3 separate regions of the Zea mays genome follow, and regions 2 and 3 are each linked to region 1. A link is a contact called in public Hi-C data. All regions are on one chromosome and are shown on one strand. Each heading gives the region's core, a stretch centred on a gene start, on an enhancer-like site or on the middle of the called end of the contact. The rest is flanking DNA. Distances are from core to core; before and after follow the strand shown.

What was found. Hi-C and Micro-C count contacts between places; a contact is called where the count stands out from the background.
Region 2: a Hi-C map of tassel shows a contact between it and region 1, with 2.0 times the contacts expected there. The contact joins the promoter of LOC100285547 here to the promoter of LOC100283442 in region 1. A contact is called at or near these places in 2 of 25 Hi-C or Micro-C datasets (endosperm and tassel).
Region 3: a Hi-C map of tassel shows a contact between it and region 1, with 2.3 times the contacts expected there. The contact joins the promoter of LOC100282508 here to the promoter of LOC100283442 in region 1. A contact is called at or near these places in 3 of 25 Hi-C or Micro-C datasets (ear, endosperm and tassel).

The regions. Positions count from the first base shown.
Region 1 is chr7:142,015,804-142,020,553 of Zm-B73-REFERENCE-NAM-5.0, forward strand. It overlaps LOC100283442 (glucan endo-1,3-beta-glucosidase A6), which reads right to left and starts at 1,961. Exons shown (of 3, transcript NM_001156343.2): 1 at 1,810-1,961; 2 at 344-1,672. The coding sequence starts at 1,876.
Region 2 is chr7:141,800,965-141,805,714 of Zm-B73-REFERENCE-NAM-5.0, forward strand. LOC100285547 (BHLH transcription factor) reads right to left here and starts at 1,871. Exons shown (of 8, transcript NM_001158438.1): 1 at 1,247-1,871; 2 at 911-1,141; 3 at 733-798; 4 at 568-636; 5 at 406-480; 6 at 110-310; 7 at 1-12. The coding sequence starts at 1,534.
Region 3 is chr7:141,826,649-141,831,398 of Zm-B73-REFERENCE-NAM-5.0, forward strand. LOC100282508 (60S ribosomal protein L32) reads right to left here and starts at 2,909. Exons shown (of 4, transcript NM_001155417.2): 1 at 2,738-2,909; 2 at 2,515-2,604; 3 at 1,562-1,743; 4 at 1,094-1,427. The coding sequence starts at 2,604. The coding sequence ends at 1,298. It overlaps LOC100282031, which reads right to left. Exons shown (of 6, transcript NM_001154944.1): 3 at 4,489-4,551; 4 at 3,965-4,055; 5 at 3,783-3,887; 6 at 3,234-3,514. The coding sequence ends at 3,438. It overlaps LOC103632987 (a long non-coding RNA gene), which reads left to right. Exons shown (of 3, transcript XR_556256.3): 2 at 1-68; 3 at 239-779.

The DNA.
Region 1 (4,750 bases), core at 711-3,210:
TATCCTAGTCGACAGATGGCAATGACCCTAGACTCGGTCATTTGAATATTGTTCCGTATTAATCCCAGGGACACGCAAGAGGAAAGACTATCTGATACTGTTTGTCTGTTTCTAAAACTGCAAGATGCCTTCACATTTCACAATGATCAATTCCTATTTATCACTCATCTTCTCACACCTGGTGAAATGCTACCGTCTTTTTTTATATTTTAGGCCAGCCTTAGTCAATTGAATTACAGATTGTAACTGCATTGCCAATCAATCAACAAACTAGTCGTTCAAAATGAGTACTAAACGGGCAGTAATTTCAGAATGTAGGGTGTGTGTGTGTGTAAACACTTACTTGGGTCTTTGATAGTCTGCTCTGCGAGGTTGTTGAAGTAGCACGTCGCTCCAGTCTTCTCGAACTGCTGCCAGTACGAATTGAAAGCATAGCTGGCGTGCGCCGCCGTTGTGTTGGGCGTGTAGCACGTTTTCCCGGGCTGAATGGCGTCGCAGGTCCCGTTTCCCTGCCCGCACGCGTACGACAGCGCGTTCCCCACCGCCGTCTCGTTCAGCTTGTTGCTGGCGGCGGCCGAGAGCACGCACCATATCGGTCCTTTGTACGGTGTGTTGTTCTCCGGCGCCGGCAGGGGCGGGTACGACCCCAGTGGCCGCCGTCCGGTGAGGTCGATCTCGTAGACTGCCGTGCCGTTGGCGTAGTACAGTCCCCAGTGTCGCTCGGTGCCCGGCCCTGGCTTGAGGTCCTCGTTGTAGAGCGAGAACACGAACACCGGCATCTTCGCGCCCGGCCTCACCGGCGTGCCCGGGTTCTTAGCCATCCGCGCCGCGAGGTTCCTGTTGTAGATGGCGGCGTTGTGGACGTTGCCGCCAATCTGGTTGTAGTCGCAGCCGTTGGGCCACCCGGTCTCCGCGATGGCCAGCTTCACGTGCCCGTACCCAAGCTTCGCCATCGCGATGACCACCGCGTCGAGCATTTCGTCGAGCAGGTTGGTGTACGTGAGCCCGGTGCCCGGGTCGACGTAGCGTGTGCGTCCGCCCTGGAAGAGCGCGTAGTCGAGCGAGACGGTGAGGTTGTTGTCGGCCCAGACGAAGTAGGGGTACGCGTCGACGAAGTAGTACGAGTTGGTCCCGTTCAAGAAGTGCAGCAGCGGGCGCACGACTGCCTCGGCGATGTCGGCGCGGAACGCGGCGGCCGACGGTGGGCGCGGGAAGGCGCCGTCGGCGAGCGCGTCCATGGCGAGCGTGGTGCCGATCTTGACGCTGCTGATGCTCCTCTTTCGGAGGCTCCGGTGGATGTTCTCCATCGCCGGGACAAGGTGTGGCCAGGTGGAGTTCGCGATGGACAAGTCGGAGAGGATCTCGTTCCCCACGAGAAGGAACTTGACCCGTGTCGCCGGGTAGTAGGGGACCAGGTTCTCGGCGACCCACCGGTCCGCCGCGGCCGCAGAGGCGGCGAGGTCCGGTATGATCTGGTTTGGCACCATGATGGAGACGGGCCAGCGCGTCCCAGCCAGCGCGCGGAGCACGCCCGGGTTGGCGTCGTAGATCTTGACCGACCCGGCCCCCGCCGCGCGGAGCAGCTCCACGGAGCGCCACGGCGAAGGGATGTCGTCCGCCACCCGGCCGTAGTTGACGCCGAGCCCGTAGCCACCGCTTGCCCCATACGCCTCTGCAAAGGTAATACCAAGAAAGACACCGCCTTTCAGCTCAGGCCTCAGCACAGCTTGGTTCACAATAGCTCCAGCCTTCAGCCGGCGTGCGAGACGGCGTGGTGGACGGCATAGGAGTAGGCTTGCGCAAGCTTACCGCTCCAGGCGACGGCGACGCAGAGAAGGAAGAAGAAGGGGAAGCTCAAGAGCGGCGGACCGGCCATGGCTTCTCTGCTATGTTGGCGTTTGCCTGGGCGTTCTGAGACCTCGGGGTTGCCGACTTGCCGTCTTCTTGTAGGAGAGCGGATTGTGTTAAACTAGGGGCTTCTTTATTTTTTAAAATTAAAGTTTGCCAACGGTATAGTACTTTTCACTAGCCATTGGCTAGGGCACACCTTTGCTTTTTGAGTCTTTGAGAAGGTTCAATAAAGAAAAAAAACAAAAAAATAATGAGGTAAAGCTGTGGTGAAAAAAATGATGCTTTGGAGAAAGCAAGATGAAAATCACAAGAAAAGAGAGGAGGTGCTGTGCAAGTGTGCATTGTAGCGTTCGGCTGTAAACAGTGCCCATCACACTACCTTGTTGCTCGTCTTGCGCATTGGATCCTCTGCTTGACTGCTTGGGGAGGGAGCTTTGGGGAGCTGGCTTTCCAAGTCTGTTTCTCTTTCAGTTCTTTCAGGTTTTGGAGGTTTGTCAATTGTGACTTGCGAGGTCAAAAGCTGCACGGTAAATGCAACCAGGGAAATTGCCTGGGAACCTGCATTGCTATTCGGTTCATAAAAGGAAGCAATGTTCGTTTTTTATGATTCAAAGGATTTAAAATTTGATCAGAATTATATAAAACACTAACATTTATGACATAAAAGAAATATAATTAAATTAATTATCTTTGGAGACACAAATGTTAGGGGGTGTTTGGTTAGAGGGACTAAAGATTAGTCTCTAGTTTTTAGTCCCATTTAGTCTCTTTTTTGCCAAACACTAGGATTAAAATATAGACTAAAATGATTGTCTTTAATCTTTCACATATGTGCTAAAAGAGACTAAACCATATTAATTCCACATTTATCCCTCATTTAATTCAATTGTACTAAAAGTAGGAGAATGTTAAAGACTATTTTAGTCTTCTTATGAGTCATTTAGTATATTCTTACTATTTTTAGCCCATAGAACCAAACATGTCAGTGACTAAACTTTAGTCCCTAGACTAAAGAAACCAAACATGGCCTTAATATTGTTCACTATAAAACTTCGTTAGAACTAGGCTATTTTGACTTGCACAAATCATATAATTACATCGTTTTTATGGAAGGAGTACATCCAAAGCCAGTGCAAAATAGCAAATCTTTCGTGATGATTTTGCAAAGTTTGTAATTATCTTGCTAAGTACTTTCTTCATTCTTTTTTATTTGTCGTGGTTTAGTTCAAAAATGAACTAGCGGACGACAAATAGATCGAGCTAATCTAACTAGTATCCACTGAGTACCATTTAATAACTGTCACTACTAAAGAATAGGGGTCCAATCTATATTACCTGTGAGAATTCAATATATACCACTCTTAGGCGGATCTAATAAACATCAATACTAAAGAATAGGGTCCAAGATACACCACTTCTAAAACACCATCTCTTAAAAAAATACTATAATAGCCGTTAATCCCTCTCGTTCTCCATTCTAATCAACTTTTAACACTAAATTTCATATGCTTTAACCGATTGCCTCTCACTATACAAACTCAGTCGTGTGCCCGTATAAAGGAACACAGGAAAAACACGACTTAGACATCCTATGAAAATAATATAATATAATTAGATAAAAATAAATATTAAAACATAATAAAATGCACAATAACAATTATAATTCACGAAATTCCAACATATAAATCTGATCAACATAACATTTCAATATTTCAAATGTATCTAAGTTAAACATTTTATACATAGTAACAAAACATCTCCGCGACAAAATAGTAAGTTCACAATTCAACGATAACATGCAATGGTCCAAAAAAACACTACAACACTTCTTAAACAAGCCATTTCGAGGAAGAATTCTTCTTCTGACAACACCAATAACCCATCAACCACCACATCAACTGCAGCAAAATATTTATTGGTTGTACCGCATTAAGACTCCTTTATTATAAAAATATATTATTATAGTAAGTATATTTGAAAATAAAATTTTAACATGCTTAATGTTTTTTATAAATACAGTTAAATTTAAGAAACTTTAATTCTTTAGAAATGAGATGTGCATCTTTTTTCCTTCAGCACGCATCAACTGGTCACAAATTTCACGATCTTCCGTCGACACGGAACGGATACTGCCGTGAGCGGTGGCAATATGGCGCAAGCGACGGCACTAGGAAAACTTCATGCTTGATATTTTAAGTTTCCATCCTCCTGCTTATTGATTCCTCTCCTTTGACTTTTATGTGTTATACGAATATTACGTAGCACTTCGTATGATTCAGAAAAAAGATAGCTATGAATGTTTAGCTTTGTTTTCTCTCATTCATGTCGGTGAGTACAAACCCTTGTGCACATGAACACTCTAAGCCTTGTTTGGACGCGCATGGACCGTTGAATTAGGATCTAACGTTTCAACAGGTGACACTAAAAGTCGCCTAGAGGGGGTGAATAGGGCGAATCTAAAATTTACAAACTTAATCACAACTACAAGCCGGGTTAGCGTTAGAAATATAAACGAGTCTGAGAGAGAGCATGAAAACAAATCGCAAGTGAATAAAGAGTGAGACACAAGGATTTGTTTTACCGAGGTTCGGTTCTCGCAAACCTACTCCCCGTTGAGGTGGTCACAAAGACCGGGTCTCTTTCAACCCTTTCCCTCTCTCAAACGGTCCCTCGGACCGAGTGAGCTTCTCTTCTCAAATCAATTGGGAACCAAACTTCCCGCAAGGACCACCACACGATTGATGTCTCTTGCCTCAATTACAAGTGAGTTTAATCTCAAGAAAGAATGAAAGAAGGAAGCAATCCAAGCGCAAGAGCTCAAAAGAACACAACAAATCTCTCTCACTAATCACTAAAGCCTTGTGTGGAATTGAGAGAGGATTTGATCACTTTGGTGTGT
Region 2 (4,750 bases), core at 621-3,120, 210 kb before region 1:
GAAGTCCCTCTGCTGAGAGATAAAACCATGGGCAACAGTATTAGTATTATAAGATTCTTGTTAACTGCCGTTAACTATACAGGTTGCTGATTCCTCGTGCAGCATTCACCTGCTTTTGAAAAGCGAACTGTGGGTTGGCCGCGTGGGGCAGAGCCGTGTCTAGCAGGCTTAGAGAGCACTGATCCTCCATAGCAGCCGAACCCGAACCAAAGCTGTGGAAAAGATCCGCTTGGTCACAGAATGGGAAAGCTGCACCGTCACTTTCCAGTGGAAAGACCGAATTTGCCGAAGGGCCACATGGTTGGTACATCTGAATTGTAACCAGGAAAAAAAAAAGAATTGCGGCGTGTCAAGGCCGGATTGTTCTATGGTTACAGAGCGTCAGAAATGATGGTTCAGGCTCACGTCTTTGTGTAGGAGTGTCGACAGGTTGCTGAAGTCAAGCTGTGGGTTCACAGTGGCGAGCTTCATGGACAGGAACTAATAAAAGTGTAATAAACAGGAAAATTGGTTAGAATCTCGAGCTATGACTTGTGTTATGTAAGCGAATGGAAGTGGAATCCTCACCTCGACTTGCTGCTGCAGAGACTGGACGTAGTTTATGATCTCATCGAGCATGAGTGCCTTGCCAACTACCTACAATAGGAAAAACACCCTCAAATTAGCCCAATTACAGGCAACAACTGACACTTAGACACAACAATTCACTGTCCAAGAACTGTATCACCATACCTTGTTGCATCCTGGCACTAGGTCCTGCAGAAACTTCATCCTCTGGCTGATCTTCTCTCTTCTAACCTATCAAGACACCAATAACGAAGCGCGATTGTGAACTCAAACCCAGAGCGCAGAATTCCATCTTGCAAATCAGCTCAAACGGTAGGAAACAAGTGGAATCGCAGTGTCTTACCCTCTCTGCGAGGCTGTGGCTGTCAGTCGCCTGCCCTCGCCGCGCCCGGACATGGACGTAGTCCTTGGGCGGTTCGACTGCCGGCTTGGCGGTCTTCCCCTTGCCCTTCTTCTGCGCTTTGAGTTCAACCGAGGCGTCGCTCGCCGCCACCTCCTCTACCTTCGGCTTCACCGGGCTGTCGCTGCCGCCCACTCTGCACCTCTTCCCGTCCGGACCCTTGGCCTCCGCAGCCTGCAAACCAATATTCAGAACGGCACCAGCGCATCAAGAACCAGCAAGCTAAATTCGAAGCGCTCGGTATCTGAAGAATCCAGTCTGCGCTGGTCGTTTCCGCACCTTGCCCGGGCAGGCTTCCTTGCCGCCGGCGGACCCCGTGGGCGGCGCCTTGCGCTTCCTGACATTGTCATCGCCCCTGGCGCGCGCCCACGCCGGGTCGGACACCGACGACCCCTCCGGGGACACGCCGCCACACCCGGCCCCCGCGGCGACCCCGGACACCCCGAAGAGGCCGCCGCCGCCGCCGCAGAGCGTTTCGAGGAACCCGGCGTCCAGCGCGGCGAAGTCGAGCGCAGGGGCGGATGAGCCCATGCCCATGAGCAGGCTGGCAACGTAGTCGCTGTCCATTGAAAGAGAGAAAGGCGCTGCCGCAGGAATTGCGCAGGAAGCAAAGGGGGGTGAGAAAGTCTTGGGTCGTCTCGTCTCCTCTCCTCCGAGCTCGAGCCCGCGGTGGATTTGGGGGAAAGCGAAGCGAACGAGGCCGCGGAGCCGGTAGGTGGGGGGATTGCTTTATAGAGCGGTTGTTGCCGCTGCGGTTGGGTTGTGGGCCGCGCGCCGCGTCCGTCGCGTAGCTCGGCGCGGTGGGATGCTTGCGGCAGTGGGTTACCACCGGGTTCTACTGCGGCGGCGCTCGCGGAGGAGAGGGGAGAAAGGGCCGTCAAAACGGGACGGGGCGGGTGGAGGTGAGGCCGCCGCGCCGGCAGGCCGAGAAAATAACGGTCTCTGGCAGCTCACCATTGGGGGGCAGTGCTCCAGCATTTCTGGCTCAGGAGAAAGACGTTTCTGCCCCTGTGCTAACGCATCACGGAAGGTGCCCTCCAGCGTGTCGACAGAGGACACTGGACTGTGAAAGAATTATAAAAATACGCCGTCTCTTAGGGTGAGTAGTTTGTAGTACTACTGGATTAGGATCCAAATTCCTAGAACCTATTTGACTCGTTAGTATTGTAGCTCTATTTAGAACCTGTTTGGAACATCTAAAAGACGGTTATTTAGACTGCTACAGATACAATCTATAAATGCAAAATATTGTAAAAGCAATAAAAGCCGGTACGGATTAAAGTCAAACGAATACAGTAAGCTATAAAACTAATGGTAAGCTACAAAAATTAGTTGTTAGGTACCAAACACCATCAGCTAATACCACGTCTAATTGCTAGCTACCTCACAACTAACATTTAGTTCATTAGCTATAAAACTAATAATTAGGTCTGTTTAGGAGACTGTGGCGGTGAAAAAAAAACTATTGTGATTGTGAGATGTGGAAAAAGCTGTTATAAGCTGTAAGCTGTTAAAATGCTAAAACTAATTGGTGGAAACCATTAAAAGTTCTTCCGTATATATTTCCACATTCCATCTAAAAACTAGTAAAGGTATGTCTAGATGTGTTTTTTTGCACCGTGAGAAAAGTCGACTTTTAGAATTAAAAAAATTGCTTCTTGAATCCAGGACTTCAGTTTTACTTTTAGCTTTTAAGGGACAAAAGTCAAAGCCAAAAGCGAAACCAAATATATTCTATTAGCTCTAGTGATTCCAAACAGAGCCACTTTAGAACAACTTTAGATCTAAATTTTTTTAATAGAGTTAATGTTTAAATCATTGAGGACTGATTTAATGACAAAAAATTGGGGGATCGTTGACTTCTAGACTAAACCAGCCCTAAGGGTTCTAGACCTACCCGGTTAGGATTCAAATTTCTAGAACTCATTTGACTCCCCTAGTATTAATCATTATTAGTCCAAACGATCTAACCAAACCTTTATTACTCATAGTTAGTAGAAATTCAAGTTGGATAAACGTTCAAGCCCCGAGCCATCGTGTGTTTTTATTGATGCATGTTTGTCACCTCAAGCTTATCGGTGTCAAATGCTCCATTTGGTAAAAAAAATGTCTTTAAAACATCAAGCTCTACAACTAACCAGGGTGACTTACTGTTTACCGATGCAGATTTGTCACCTCAAGCTAATTGATCTCAGCACCGTATTTCATAAACGTAAGTTATTTGAAAAAAATTGTTGTCTATAAGGTGTCATCTCAACTGAAGTTTTGTATAAAGAAACACGATGGTACATAAGAAGGAATATACGTTATAACAACATTGTTTCAAAACGAGTACCAATCTAGGTTAGTAGCATTTGCCGGAATCACCACTGGATTTTTTTAAGCTAGTTTAGAAACCTCATTTTCTAAAAGTATTTTAATTTTCCAAAGAAAATAAACTATTTTTTTCTGGAAAAATGAAAACCCATTAGAAAAATAAAGTTTTCAAACTAGACCTTACAAGGGTTTCAGTTGGACTACAGTTCTAGTAGTAGTTTTATTTTTTTTTCCTAGCGTCAATTTTGCAACGGTGATTCAAACTTCAAAATTTGTGGACAGTTTTCAACTAAGTGATGCTTTATACATTGGTATGTTAAAAATATATTAGTCATATGTCCGTGTATTACTACAATTTATATATATATATATATACTAGGTCTGTGCCCATGCGTTGCCACGAGACTAAAAAATAGTATAAAATATAGATAGCACAATACATGTGTGTTGCAACGGTATATAAATTGTTCAACAAAATGTTAGTGCACAACGATTACATGAAAGCGAACAACACAAATTACTATCGACCTCACTGTCTTACAAATTTCATGTGTGGCTCTCACTGCGTGTCTGGTGGTGGCACCCCACGCCACGGCACCGACACGAAGGAGTCGAGATCTGCAGATATGGGCCTCGTGCACTATTGCCTAGAGGCGAGCGAAGGGAGGGCGGCACACATCCCATTTTCTACTTGGGTCTGTTAAGGACATGCTTAGTAGCTCCAAAAAAGTTGTTGTGTCATAAGAAGAATTAGAAAATTAAAATAGTTAATCGAAGATGTTGTGGTTTATGTAATTTTAGTATCAAAGATGGCAGACAATCTTTTGTATCCGCAAAATGAAGTAGGGCCACATCCTTCCGCCACAAATTGATAGTAAAGAAGTTGTCTGCCATGAGCCTTGAGCGAGTAATAGTAAAACTTATTTGTTCAAATGAACAGATGCAACATACCAGTGATTGGTTCATAGTAACCTTGTCAGTTGTCACTAATGTCTTTCTTTTTATCTAATCCATAATTCTTTGAATTTGAATTTCTAATACTTTGAAGTCGCTAGGTCTGTGCTCTCATATGCAACTAAACATTCACATATGGTTTTAGCTTTCTTGATCTTCACAGGTAAAACAAATTAAAAATAAGGCAAAAAGACATTACCTTCTAGGCTGCCAATCGAGTGAGAAAAAGAGGGTACCAGCTCAATGTGGCGGGTTGTAAATCTAAATTCAAGGTGAGCAAGCATCACCATGTAGAAGCAGTTGAAGTCAACTACAACCTGTTGGCTCTAGGACTAATGATCTTTTATTTTTTACGAGTTGTAGCCGAAGTGTCATAAGAAAGTAAATTCATAATTTCAGTGGCTAATAATTTATTTATTGTTAGACCCAAGAAACAAGGTTTAGAGCAAGGGCGTTGTAGAGCCGCCTAACAAGTTTATCTCTGACACATACTAACAACCTCCACGAACTCCA
Region 3 (4,750 bases), core at 1,659-4,158, 190 kb before region 1:
CCGTCTCTGACTCTTGAGGAGCATGGAGTCGGTGACTGACGCACTATGGCCATGGCCTACTCTAGCACGTAAGCTAAGAGCACTTCTATATTTCAGATGCCTGTTTTTTTTTTTCGTTCTTGTTTGAGCACCATATAATTTTGCCATTGTTTGATATAGGGACCCAAAAAAAATGCAATTGTCTCCCATTCCTTTTAAATTTAAATAGTTATACTAATAGTTTGTTTGAACTCATCAGGGGTCGCCCAATCCGACCACGCCAATTCTGCACGAACTCCCAGCGAATTCACCAGCGATATGTCAGGTGACAATTGACGGTCTCGGTTCAGCATTTCAGCAGCAAAAACTAGCTCACCTGAGCAGCAAAGGTTCAAATTCTAAATGCTAATAGCATCTCCAACAACAACAGCTCCTGAAAATATATCTCCCAACAAACAATTATTGGAACATCCTTAAACATCTTTGCTCCTTAAGAAAAAAGATTATACTCTGACAGACCCCTTTAATTTCCTAAAAAAATTGTACTCCAACGCCGACCTGCTCTGCATCATCCGCACCATTGTCGCCAACCGCTGCAGGTTGCCGTGCTTCTCCCTCAACTCCCCCGTGTCGTGAGCAGACTCAGCGGAGGAGGTTCTTTTCGCGTGCGGAAGGATTCATAGAAGTGATAGGAATCCGTTGGATGAGAGTTTTCTCATTTTTTCCAAAAATTAAGGATTAGAATTGGTATTATTGGAGATGCTCTAAGAGACAGATCCAAGCACAGGGTGAGACCAGTCTCCAGCAACGACTTACAGTTACAACAGGGTGAGACCAGTCTCCAGCAGCGACTTGCAGTTAGAACGATCGTAAGTTTTGAAGTATGGCTATAAACAGCAGATCGTACATATGACCATGTCAAACACAGTTTTGTATTGTAAATGATATCGTTTTCCTAGTAGAGTTTGAAACAAGATGGAGATGAGTAAGTTGTTAGAGATAGCCTAAGAACCCAGGCAGTGGACACCACTTGCAGCAAGAAGAGAATTTGACACGTGCAAAACAGACTGCAAGCAGTGGCTGCTGGGCGCCAACAAAAACACAGATTAACATTAACCAATGCAGACATTTTTTTTATATCAAAACTGCTGTATTTGAGATGGTAAAAGATAATAACAGTGCCACAGTTAAGTTGCTACTGATAGCAAGTGGGTTCACAGTACTCAGAATCATGAAGCAAAAAGAAATGATAACTGAATCATCATACACAGCAAGTCCTCTAAAGCCGCACCATTCCAAAACTACTGCTAGAAACAGTTTACTCATCTTCCTGGCTGCGGAGACGGGCAAGCTTATTGGTGACCACAATGTCAAGCTGAGCAGCTCGCTCCACGATTTCCTTGCGCTTCTTAGTGGACACGTTGTGTGCGATTTCAGCGCAGTATGTCCTGTTGCGAAGGAATACAAATATTAGTAAACAATTGATGGTTTTGATACAAAAGGGGGCGCTCCTGAAATAGGCAAGTTTACTGAAGAACCCCCACCCCCCCCCCCACCCCCCCCCCCACAAAAAAATGCATACCTGTTGTGCATCATAAGCAACTCCAGCTCAGAAACATTGTGCACGACAAACTTCTTAAACTTGTTGGGGAGGTAGTGCCTGGTCTTCTTGTCAGAGCCATATCCAATGTTAGGCATCAAGGTGCATCCCTTGAACTTCCGCCTGACACGGGAGTCGATACCCTTGGGCCTGCGCCAGCTTGGCTGCAGAAAACAGCATTGGTAAAATTAGCTTAAAATTAATAGGAATGTTTATGCTAGATGACATAAATATAGGGACCCAACGAATTAGAAAGTTGCACACATCTTTTTATAGGATGTCTACTTATTGCTGGACCTACAAGTCATATTCAAGACTCATTCATGGCCCTCCACAGAAAAAAAACTCTAGCAGGTTTAGGCAGGATATGACACATTTCAAATTCACCCAGTTACAAACATGACCAGAAGTAACGGCAATTAGCTACACTGGTACAGTATTGTGCATGACGCATTTCTGATTCACCCAGTAGCAAACTGGGTCAGAAGTAATGAGCATTTGCTACACTGCACAGTATTGTTTTTGATTTATCACAGCTACATAATAAGTGGAATTATAGCGGTGAAAACTATCAACTTCCACAAACGAGGGATTTGGTCACTTTCAAGTTTTAACAATTGCTTGGCCACAAACTGTTGCATCAACCAAAGGACGCATCCTAAAATGAGGAAAGCTTTTATACTAATCCAGCACTTCAGAAGCTAAGCTTACACTTCGGGCGGTTGGAGCAAGATTCTAAATCGAACGCAAGCCAGCAAGCTGTCACTAGCATCTTCCAAACTGAAACGGATCCAAGTTATTCAAATTGGTGCACATGTGACAGTTGTTCAGGTGGACCTAAAACAAGGTTAACTAGCAGCCGGCAGATGGACCAACGATGAGCGCAAATGTTTCTTTAGCACGCAGAATGAGAGCTTCAAGGGATCGTGTGGTACCTTGAGGCACTTGTAGCGGTCGAGGTGGGGCCTCTTGAACTGCTTGACCCGCTTCTTCACGATCTTCTGAGTCAACAGCGGCACCGCCATCTGCGGATACACAGTGGTGGCGAAGGGGGGAATTTCAGTTCTGGATGTGTACCACACCAACCAACCAAACAGTGGTAGCGGTGGGGATGGAGAGTGCGGTGGGGATGGAGAGTGCGGTGAGAGGTGGCCGTACCTTCAAGCGCCCAGAGCGGTTTGCGGCGAAGAAGGGAGGTCGCGCGGTGGCGGTGCGGCGGCGGCTGGTGGGCGGGCGGGCGGGCCGGCGCTCAGTTGCCTGCGGGACAGGAGCGGGTCTTTTATCCCTGAACCCTAGACAAGCAGTTCACCGTGGGCGCGTGGTCGTTTATGGGCTCTATCCACCTTAAACACAGTGAAAGACAACAAAGCGTGTATAGACCAATAGGCCTCTTACTAATCCAATCCAGCCCAGAAGTCCAGTTCTTGTCGCTAAACTTCGTTTTTATATTTTAGGATGGTTCATTTTTATATTTTAGGATGGTTCGTTAACAGTGTAGGATTGTGAAATCTGATTTCATAGAAAACTTTCGGAACCTTTTTTATTTACCGACACTGGGATGATCAAGTGAAAAAATAACCGAATCATTTATGGATCCCATTTATGCAAATGAAGCCTGAACCAAGGCCCTAATGGTTAAAAAAGGAAAGTAACATTTCAGAACAGCTCTTCAGATTCCACACACAAACGTGTAAACTAGTCAAAACAGATCAGAGTTTGCTCCAAAAATCATAGATGTCAGTGTGGAACAGCGAAAGAAACTATGAAAGTGGCAGGGAATGAAGGCTCATTTCTTGGAAAGTATTACATCTGCTGAGTTCCGAGTAAAAAGGTGAATGGATTCATTTGTTTGATGAATCTAAAGCTCGTCAGATTGGTTGGTTGGTTCTCCATTGACAGCGACAAGCTCCGTGTCAAATATGAGGGTTGCTCCACCTGCAAGAAGAAAGATAAAATGGCTCACATCAATGACCTGCAGAAGTTCACCTAGGCAGGAATCCATTCAGGTGGCAGTGCTAGGCATTGCAGGAATCCATTCAGGTGGCAGTGCTAGCAGGATAATGGAGATAAACCACTACGTGCTCTTGCCGTGCACAAACGATGTGATGATTACCCTCACAGAGTGTTTTGAATAATCCAAATGTGACTATCGCAACTGTATGCTCAAAAGACAAAGAGCAGAAAATATATATAAAAAACATACCAGGAATAGTAGGTGGCGAGCCTTGAGGCCCATAGCCAAGCTTTGATGGGATCTTCAACTTCCGCTTTTCACCAACGCACATTCCCAGGAGACCCTGATCCCATCCTATAGAGTAGATAAAGGAATTCAGACAGAGAAACATAACACAACCAACACAAAGAGTAGACATGCCAATTAATCACCTTTGATCACTTGTCCAGTGCCCAATTCAAATTCAATCGGGTCACCTCTTTCATAGCTTGAATCAAAAACCGTTCCATCAGTAAGTTTTCCCTGTAAAAAAATCACAGCAAGTGAACATAACTCAGAAGATAGTTATTGTGATCACCAAGTATTGTCTAGTATCACAATTTCTTGAACCAATGTAGGGTGGTTGAATTAACAGTTCTGCTCAAAGTTTTAAAACCGATAATAATACCATTTTTCAAAATATTACAATGCACTATTGTAAATGCCCCACTTTCCAGAATCCAACAAAAGTTACAATGTTTTATTGTTAACTGGAATTGGCAATAAATCTAGTGGCGGCGGTGACAAAGCCTATGGCATACAGATACAGACCAGAACTGAATGAGCTAAGAGAAACAATATAGGTGCGACAGTTACTGTAAAAAAGCATTCAGTTAGTTCAATGGAGGACATCTGTCAATAATGATACATTTGGCAACATAAGGGGACAGATGAGAAGGCATAGCAGTAGACTTACACGGTAGTGAACTTTAACCTTGTCACCTTTGTGAGCTTGAATGCTGCATGATTCCGGCTTGTACTGCATTTTAAAATACCCAGGCATAGCATCAATATAAGAACCTGCCTAAAATAATTGGTGCAAATGATGGCAGCACATGCGATCCTAAATTTTTGCACTCCAATTAGCATATGGTACAATTTTAAGTGTCCCAAATCTCTATTATTTTCTTTGATCTTAAGAATAATAGTTCAAAGTGTCCGTCCTTCAGGTAGTCTGT